3 separate regions of the Mus musculus genome follow, and all the other regions are linked to region 2. The links are chromatin contacts, called in public promoter capture Hi-C maps. All regions are on one chromosome and are shown on one strand. Each heading gives the region's core, a stretch centred on a gene start, on an enhancer-like site or on the middle of the called end of the contact. The rest is flanking DNA. Distances are from core to core; before and after follow the strand shown.

What was found. Promoter capture Hi-C pulls out the DNA fragments that hold promoters and counts their contacts.
Region 1: a contact with region 2 is called in a promoter capture Hi-C map of liver. The contact joins the enhancer-like site here to the promoter of Rarres2 in region 2. A contact is called at or near these places in 11 of 39 promoter capture datasets (the 3T3-L1 cell line, the C10 cell line, HPC-7-derived erythroid cells and 5 more).
Region 3: a contact with region 2 is called in a promoter capture Hi-C map of liver. The contact joins the enhancer-like site here to the promoter of Rarres2 in region 2. A contact is called at or near these places in 6 of 39 promoter capture datasets (the C10 cell line, the HPC-7 cell line, liver and 2 more) and 2 of 9 other capture datasets (adipose tissue and liver).

The regions. Positions count from the first base shown.
Region 1 is chr6:48,823,750-48,826,449 of GRCm38.p6, forward strand. No RefSeq gene overlaps it. Among named protein-coding and RNA genes, the nearest start is that of Tmem176b, 16 kb to the right of the region's middle. Within about 2 kb of position 1,447, at least 31 of the 459 cell types and tissues checked have an H3K27ac peak or open chromatin away from gene starts, as enhancers often do. A contact at or near this core is called in liver, where this site is marked.
Region 2 is chr6:48,571,505-48,574,204 of GRCm38.p6, forward strand. Rarres2 (retinoic acid receptor responder (tazarotene induced) 2) reads right to left here and starts at 1,298. Exons shown (of 6, transcript NM_027852.3): 1 at 1,090-1,298; 2 at 584-786; 3 at 279-383. The coding sequence starts at 763.
Region 3 is chr6:48,805,973-48,808,672 of GRCm38.p6, forward strand. No RefSeq gene overlaps it. Among named protein-coding and RNA genes, the nearest start is that of Gm30781, 8.5 kb to the left of the region's middle. Within about 2 kb of position 1,254, at least 4 of the 459 cell types and tissues checked have an H3K27ac peak or open chromatin away from gene starts, as enhancers often do. A contact at or near this core is called in liver, where this site is marked.

The sequences.
Region 1 (2,700 bases), core at 197-2,696, 250 kb after region 2:
TTACAGGAGGCTTTGAAGTGCTGCCCCATAGGGCCAGGACCTAGATATTCAGAGGGAACCATTTAGACATCAGTTACTGCACCCTAGTGAGTCTAACATCTTGTGTAAGAATCAGGACTTGTTCAACAGCAGGGGGATTCAGGCTTGGGTCAGCTCAGCACCTGGGAGAACAACTACAGGAGAAATTTTCCCCTCTAGGGTCTGATTTCAGCTCGTGGTCTTCATCTTCAAGCTCAGGGTGATCTTTGGCAGCCCCAGGCAGGCGTGGGACAGCAAAGAGCAACCATAGACCCTACATCGCAGCCTCAGGCTTCAAGTGCAGCCTTTGCTGAATCTGTGACCCAGAAGCCATAGGTGTGCTGACATGACTAAGTCAGGCTGTGTGCCTATGCCTGAAGCCACACGCCAGGGTATATGATCTGCAGTATAGGTAAGTCTGAGCCACATGCTTTATTCCTGGATCTGAAGACATTTAGCCTGTCAGAAATGAAAGAGGTCTCTGATGAATCTAGGGCTGCTAATAGAAAGTAGGCGTGGCTGCTGAGGCCATCTGTTTTGAAATTCTATACTAATGCCCACTCAGTGGTTCATAAAGCTTTCCCCGTTTTTTAAGTCTCAACCAAAGCCGGTGGGAGAGCAACCAAGGTGCTTCTCCCTCTCTATGGTGATGCTCAAGAGCTCCACCAAATTCAGTTACTGCCCAGATAGGTCACGGTGGTCATGATACAAACTGGCAAATACAGATGGCTCAAAACACACTAAATCAAAACATTTCATGCTGTTTATTTATTTACCCAACAAATATTTGGAGATTGCCTCCCACTGGCCTCTGATAGCATTGCTGTACAGAAGGCAGACATGTGCTGTCACTATTGAAGTTTACTGTCAACTGCCGGGTTTATATGTACAAACCTGTAAAGTAAATTAAATTTGCCTCTGTCAGTGGCACACTGTAGCTTAATATAGAGATGGATTCCCTGACCTAACTTGTGAGTAGAGTCTTAAGGTGAGTACACGAGTCTCAGCCAATCAGGGCACCAATGCTCGAAGCGGAGGTGGAGGTGGTCACCGGTCCAGACACGGCCATGAAAGAGGAAGGCTGAGCTGTGGCCAACCTGTTTTTCTCTCTGTGTTGTCTTTTTTTTTTTTTTTTTTCCTGTCACCTTGGGCAGAGAGTTGCCTGGTGGTCCTCTCTGAACTTTTACTGGTTTAGGCTACTGTCCAGTCCTTGAATTTAGTCTGTCTGACAAAGCAAAAACAAAAAACAAACAACCAGGGCCAAATGATCTTGAACCCCTCCCCAGTTCTCCCCACTCTCCTCCCCCCACCACCCCGATTTCACGTTCTTTTAAAAAATGTATCAAGTAAAGTTTGTACTGCTCTAACCGCTTCCCTTTCCCCACGATTAAGGTCCAAAGTCCCGCCAGTGTTTGCCCTACATTGCCACAGGGATCCTTGTTGATTGCCTCATCGCTCCAGCTCACAGCTCCACACGAATCTCTCTCACCCCACCCCCAGTTCCATACACTCCAGCTTACCCCAAGTCTCAAAGGAATGGAAATAAGAGACATCCAAAGCTGTTTTTCATGAGAACAAAATGTCCTCAATTCCTGGAAGCTTTATTTGGCTACATGCCCCTGCATTTGACTCTGGGGCCATGCCCCTGACACAAGACAGTGGCAAAAGGAGGATGTGGGGCACCGTGGGTACCCAATTGTCCTATCTCACTCATGCTCTGCTGTGCTCCATCTTCCCATTGCAGTATCCCACATGCCACCATCCACGCTCCCCTCCGCGACTTCTGTGCTATGTGTATCATCTTTTCAGCTTTAGGACTGGATTTAAAGACCAGATCAGCTTTTCACTGTCTGCAAAATTTGGAACTTACTGGCAAGGACATACTGAAAAGGAAGGGTTAGAAGTGAAAATACCAAATAGAAAATACTAAAGTAGAAGCTCCTGACAAATAGAAATAATTATGGACACATTTTCAGAAAAGAAAATTAACCCGCCCTATATTAATTAAGGGACATACTCATCAAGATATAATTATTGCTATAAGCATAGGTGCACTGAACATTGGTGCAGCCAACTTCACAAAGCAAACACTACCAGATATAAAGGGGCAGATGGTCCAATAACAACAAATGAGTGAAAAAAACCTATTCTCATCAGTATATAGGTCATCTGGGTTAAAAAAATCAGAGAAATTTCTGAATTATACTCTACCATAGATCAAACAAATTTAACAGACATCTACATAATTCTATTGTATTCTATACAATAACTGTAGAATATACATTATTCTCAGCAGTCCATATAATTATCCCTCAAGTGGACCACATTTAAATCACAAAACAAGTCTCACAAATATGAAAATATCATATCACATAAAATAAAAATAAAAAATCAATAGCAAGAGAAACAACAAAACTGTACAAACATATGGATGCTAAACAGTACACTCTTAAGTGGTCAAAGGTTCATTCAAAAAAATCAAAAAGGAAAATTAAAAACTCTAGAATAAAATGAAAACGAAAAGCAGCTCCTCTTGAAAGCTTGCCCTCATTACATGTGCAGAGATCAGGAGGCGACACAGCACGAGTGTGGAAGTCAGACAGCGTGGTGGAGATGTCTGTTGTCTCTCCTTCCATCTTTCTGTGAGTTCCAGGGACCAAACGCAGGTCACCAGGCTTATGT
Region 2 (2,700 bases), core at 48-2,547:
GCCGCACCACCAGCCCGAGGTCAGTCCATAGCAGTAGTGTCACCCTAGGGTGACTGATTACTGTGAAACCCTTCAGTGAACTGTGTGTATCGTGGCCAGAATACAGGATAAACTCCATAGAGAAGTTTCTTTAGGAGGACCCACTCTGATGGAGAAATTTCTCTCTTCCCTTCACCCTCCCCTCCTTGCAGACAGTCCCTGGTGATGGGCACAGCGCTTCCCTGGACTCTGGTTCCTTTCCTGGCAGCCTGTCCCATCAGCAAGAACCCCTTACTCACCCCGTTTGGTTTGATTGTGCACTCCGGCTTTTTCCAGTCCTTCTTGGGGCAGTTGGTCTGCTGGAGCTTAAATTCCAACCTCACAAAGGTGCCAGCTGAGAAGAGCTACAGACAGACAGACAGACAGACAGGGCAAGCAGATAATTCCTGCATGTTACTCCTTTTCTTTTCCCCAACACCTTAACTTAGAACTGGCACAGCCTAGGAGGGTGGCAGGCTGGGGACCTTTCCCAGTACAGCTTTCTGGGAATTCACTGGTCTCCAGGGCTGCAGCTCTCCACTCTCTACCCAATCACACCACTAACCACTTCTTCAGCTCTGTCCACACCGATCTCTTGGAAGGCCAACTGCACAGGTGGGTGTTTGTGGAACTCCTCCAGAGCCACCTGTAGGCTCCTGCGCTGGGTCTCGCTGAGTTCGGGCTCTGTCCCACGTGTGCCCACTGTGCCCAGCCATAGGGCTAGGGAGATCAGCAAGCACTTCATGGCTTCACCTCAGTCCTATGGTTCTGCAAAGATGGTGTGTGGGCTTTAGTTCTTGGAGCTGTGGTGGTGGTGGCCTGACCTACTCCTAGGGACAGAAGTGCCCCTTTCTGAAGTACCCCTTCCATTGGTATCCAACTAGCCCTTCCCATTCTGCAAGGCCTTGTTTCCAAAGAAACTTTGGGGCCAACAAAGTTTTAGAGTTCCCTGCCAACAGCCCCGGGAAGTAATCCTGCTGGTTATGTCCACTATAGCCTTTTTTCTGAGCCATTTTCTCCTCCTTTTGGGTCTTCCCTCCATATCCAAAATCCCCAGCCTCTTTCTGGTACCTTGAAAATGATCAGGTTTGTTGCTTTAGCGAGGCCTTTTTCTGTGTGGTCCCTGGAACAGCTCCCTGGCAGTTGTTCCCTCTCACCCTCTCATCTCCCTTTTCTCCTCTCTCTTGGTCCCCAAAGCCCCGCCTTTTCCCACTGACCCTTCTCCCAGAGTCCGGAGTTTTGGAGTTTTCTGTTTCCCAAAGTTCCCTGACCTTCCTCTTGCATTGAGCCAAAGGAGGGGGAGGGGGAGGGGGAGGGCCTGGAGCACCAAATGAGACTGCAGGCTGAATATTTTTCAGAAGACGTAAACGTGGGAGGACTGAGCAGATCCAGAGCGGGTGGGAACTGCAAGATGCTTAACCCTCCTCACACCAGGCTGCAGCTGCCATCAAGACAACTGTCCCCAGCAGTGGGTGTTTCTCCATCCCAGTCCCAACCCAGTCTTTCCTTTGCCTTTCCTTTGTCATCTCTCAACACATGACTGCCAACACTTGAGGGAGCCGTTTTTTGACAGATCCCCGCTTGACCAGGTGATCTTCCACTAGAAAGTGACAGTTGGGGAAACTGAGGCTCCTTCAGTACCAAGGTAGCAGCAGGTCTGTTGCTTCAGTTTGTCCTGTGTGTCCAGTGAGAGAGCTCCTGTGTCACTGACTGCTGCCTTCATCTGCCTACCAGACATCTATCATGTCTTTCCTGATGTCTCGGGTTTGTTCACAGCCACGTAGGCCTGGCTTTGACTGGCTGGCATCAGTCTTTTCCTTGCAGAGGCTTCAAGCAGACCCTCCCTTCTATGGACCCGTCACAACTCTCAGGCCTCCATGTATAGGCTTGCTGGGCTGGACGTGTTTCCTTAGCTGTCGTCCCGTCCACCTAGCACCTTCCGCCCGACCAGCCTACCTGACCCCTGACCCCGGCTCATTTCCCCAGCTCAGTCTCTCAGGACTTGAGCAAGTGCAGAAGCCTGATGTCACTGCTTCCTGTCTGAGGAGCTGAAAGCTTCCAGATCTCTGCTGGCCAGGTGGACCTTTTCCCTGAGGGGTGAAGGACTACGTGCTCTCTGAAGAACTTCCTTTTTGAAATGTATTTTTTAATTCTGAGTATTTATTGCCACTAAAGATAGTTTAATTTCAGTCAAAAACAACATTAAATGAATAAGCTGAAAAAAAATAAGGCCATGTTATATTAGGTTAGAAAACTAACATGGAACATAATGATTTTTAGATCTTGAAAGGGTGCTTTGAAGGTCCTACAGTCCTCCTTGTACTTTATTTTCCACTAAATTATTATTATTTATTAATTTATTATTTCATATTTTTCATTAATTCATTCACTTTACATCCCGGTTGCAGCTCCCCTCCTCACAAGCCCCTTCTCCCACTAAGTCCCTCCCCTTCTCCGCAGAGAAGGGGACTGAAGAACTTTCTTTTACAGCCTCAGTTGCCCAGGGCTGCCTTTTCTTATGCCTTTCCTGGGTGAGGAAAATCCCTAGCTGAGACTCTCCTGTCAGCAAACTCCCTCCAGAAATGCATTCTTGTTGCCCGGCCTTGTTGGCTCCATATGCTGCTTTTCTGAGCCATTCCTGAGGTCCGCATCCTAAGTGAGATGACTCCTGGTCTTCCATAG
Region 3 (2,700 bases), core at 4-2,503, 230 kb after region 2:
TACCATTACCTAACAATGAGTTTTTAAGAGCCTTACAGAACCCTATGGATTCTCAAATTTCATTTGCAGATTACTATGGAAGGATAGGGAATAGTTATCCCGCTGGCAAACTATGGGATTTTCTCCTACAAAATGAATTTGTGATTACAAAACTTGTCTAGTCTCCTCCCATTCATAAATCTCTTATATCTTTTTCCTCAGCCCAACAAGTGGAACTGGCAGTTTTGATTTGTTTATTACAGTTAGTCCATAAACACTTAAATATTGTTTCAGAATCTGCTTATGTTGTAGAATTATTTCCAGCAGTTGAAACTGCTTTAATTTTGTCTTCCCATCCTAAATGTTCCCATTACTACAGGAACTAAACAACTGGTAAGCACCCTTACATTGTTTGTACTCATAACCACGCACATTCTAACCTCCCTGGTTTGATTGCACAAGGGAATAAGCTTTAACTTGCCTGATTTTTATTTTTCCAGATCAGAAACATCAACACCAACACACTAATGCTAATAATCTTCACCCACCACACCACAGCCTGCTTAGACAAGAGAGACAAATTGTGCAAGAATGTCCTGCGTGTGCTCCCTTAAACTGTCACAGTCATGTAGTGGAGTTAATCCCAGAGGTAGAAATACTAATGAACTGTGGCAAATGGATGTCACTCGCTTTGCTCTTATGCCTCCTTGGATGCCATCCCTGCAGCTCTGCATTGGCGCAGGTATTCCTTAGAATCCTCAAGGTCCTTATGGTAGGACAATAATAATTAAAAATAAAAAATGGGCACTAAGGGATAATCTTTTATTTAAAAAATTGTTTATTTATTTTATGCATGTGAGTACACTGTAGTTGTCCTCAGACACACCAGAAGAGGGCATCTGATTCCATTACAGATAGTTGTGAGCCAACATGTGGTTGTTGGACATTGAACTCCGGACTTCTGGAATAAAAATCAGTACTCTTAACTGCTGAGTCATTTTGTCAGCCCTGCAAAAAATGATCTTGCACTTTCCTGTTTTACTCTTGATTTTCAAAATTTGCCTCCAGGGGATAAATGTTAAAGAGCTCAAACACTGGTTGTGGCAGCTCGTACTTTCATCCCAGCACTTGGGAGGCAGAGGCGGGTAAATCTCTTTGAGTTTAAGGCCAGTCTGGTCTACAGAGTGAGTTTCAGAACAGCCAGGGCTACACAGAGAAACCCTATCTTGGAAACCAAACCAACCAAACAAACAGAACAGAACATCCCAAACATTTCTCTACAGAACACTGAACTGCCTTTAGACAGGCCTGTGTGGTTTAAACAATCTGAGACTTGGAAGCCTCCTTGGCTGAGGGGGGAGGGGAAGGAGATGTGTATCTGCCATTGCAGTTGGATCCACTGAGGCATTATGGACTTCTCTTGGACTCCTGTGGCCCCAGCCACTAAGGACAAATGTAGAGGATAGAGCTGAAGTCAGGAGAAAAATAGAAAATCTCTAGCTGAAGGGCAAAAGGTGGTGTTGACCATCAGAGTCAATCTGCCCACCTGGGGCAAATTAAGCCCACGTGCACCAAGGGAGAAGATACTTAAGAGGAGACTGCATTTGTCCACAGGGCATCATAACACACACATTCCTATTAGAAGGCTAATATTTGCTTAGGTTTTACCAGACACCAGAACTACTCATATGGGTCTGTTTTTAAGCTATTTTCTGGACATTTTTGGTTAATCTAATAATGTAATCAACTGTACTGGTCATAGTTTAGATCCTTTTTGTACTAATCTTTCCTATGAAAATTCCTAAATTTATTCCTGTTCTTCAGTCCAGATGTAGATGTCAAAGTAAAAAGAAAAAAGACATTCAACATGATAGGTTAATTGATTGAAATCCTCATGGAAAATATGTTTCTAACTGTTCCACAGATCATAGTAAATGGTGTAATTATGATCAATTGGTTCTATGGCATGTTCACAAACATACTCTTTTTCTACTGTGAACCCACAGTGTTAATGGCTTGGCAGGCTGGAGGCTTAGCTCCCCCTCAGGCTAGGATTTGGTTTAATAATAAACTGAGACTTGAACAATGACATATATAGAAAGTTCCTATAGCATTAAATTCTGTACAGACATGGTCTGGTAATTTTACATGCACTCATCCCAGTAATTATACATTTCGTTTAATAAAACCTTTTACATTATTTGTGTAAATTTACCCTATGATTACCCTAGAGGTGGCTTTAACATAAATATTACTCTAAATGGTGTTGGTTATTTTGATTGCAAATTATATACACGGATCAATTATACTTTTCCTTTCAATAAGTCACTAGATTCTATTATTTTATGAAAGTCTAGCATAGGATTATGGCTACCTGTAATCTGACCAGGCCTGCCCTCCTAGCATTGCTGCAGCCATTTTGTTCCATGCCCGCCAGCTATTTCATATCATTGCTATAACATGCCTGCCAGTCATTGACACGGAAAAATAACTTGATTCAGAGCAGGATCAAGCTGAGCACATACCTCGTTATGTTCTGTATGTTATCAGGTTTGCTAATCTTATGAAATTCTACAACTATAAGCTTCACATAGGACCCATCAAATTAAAGGTCAATATGAACAGTCATGTCTAAAATGACTTGAGTCAGGGCTAACCACCAGGCAGCACTTCCAGGACCTGTGTAAGCTTATTGTATTTTTGCAGTTTTAGCTTTTATAA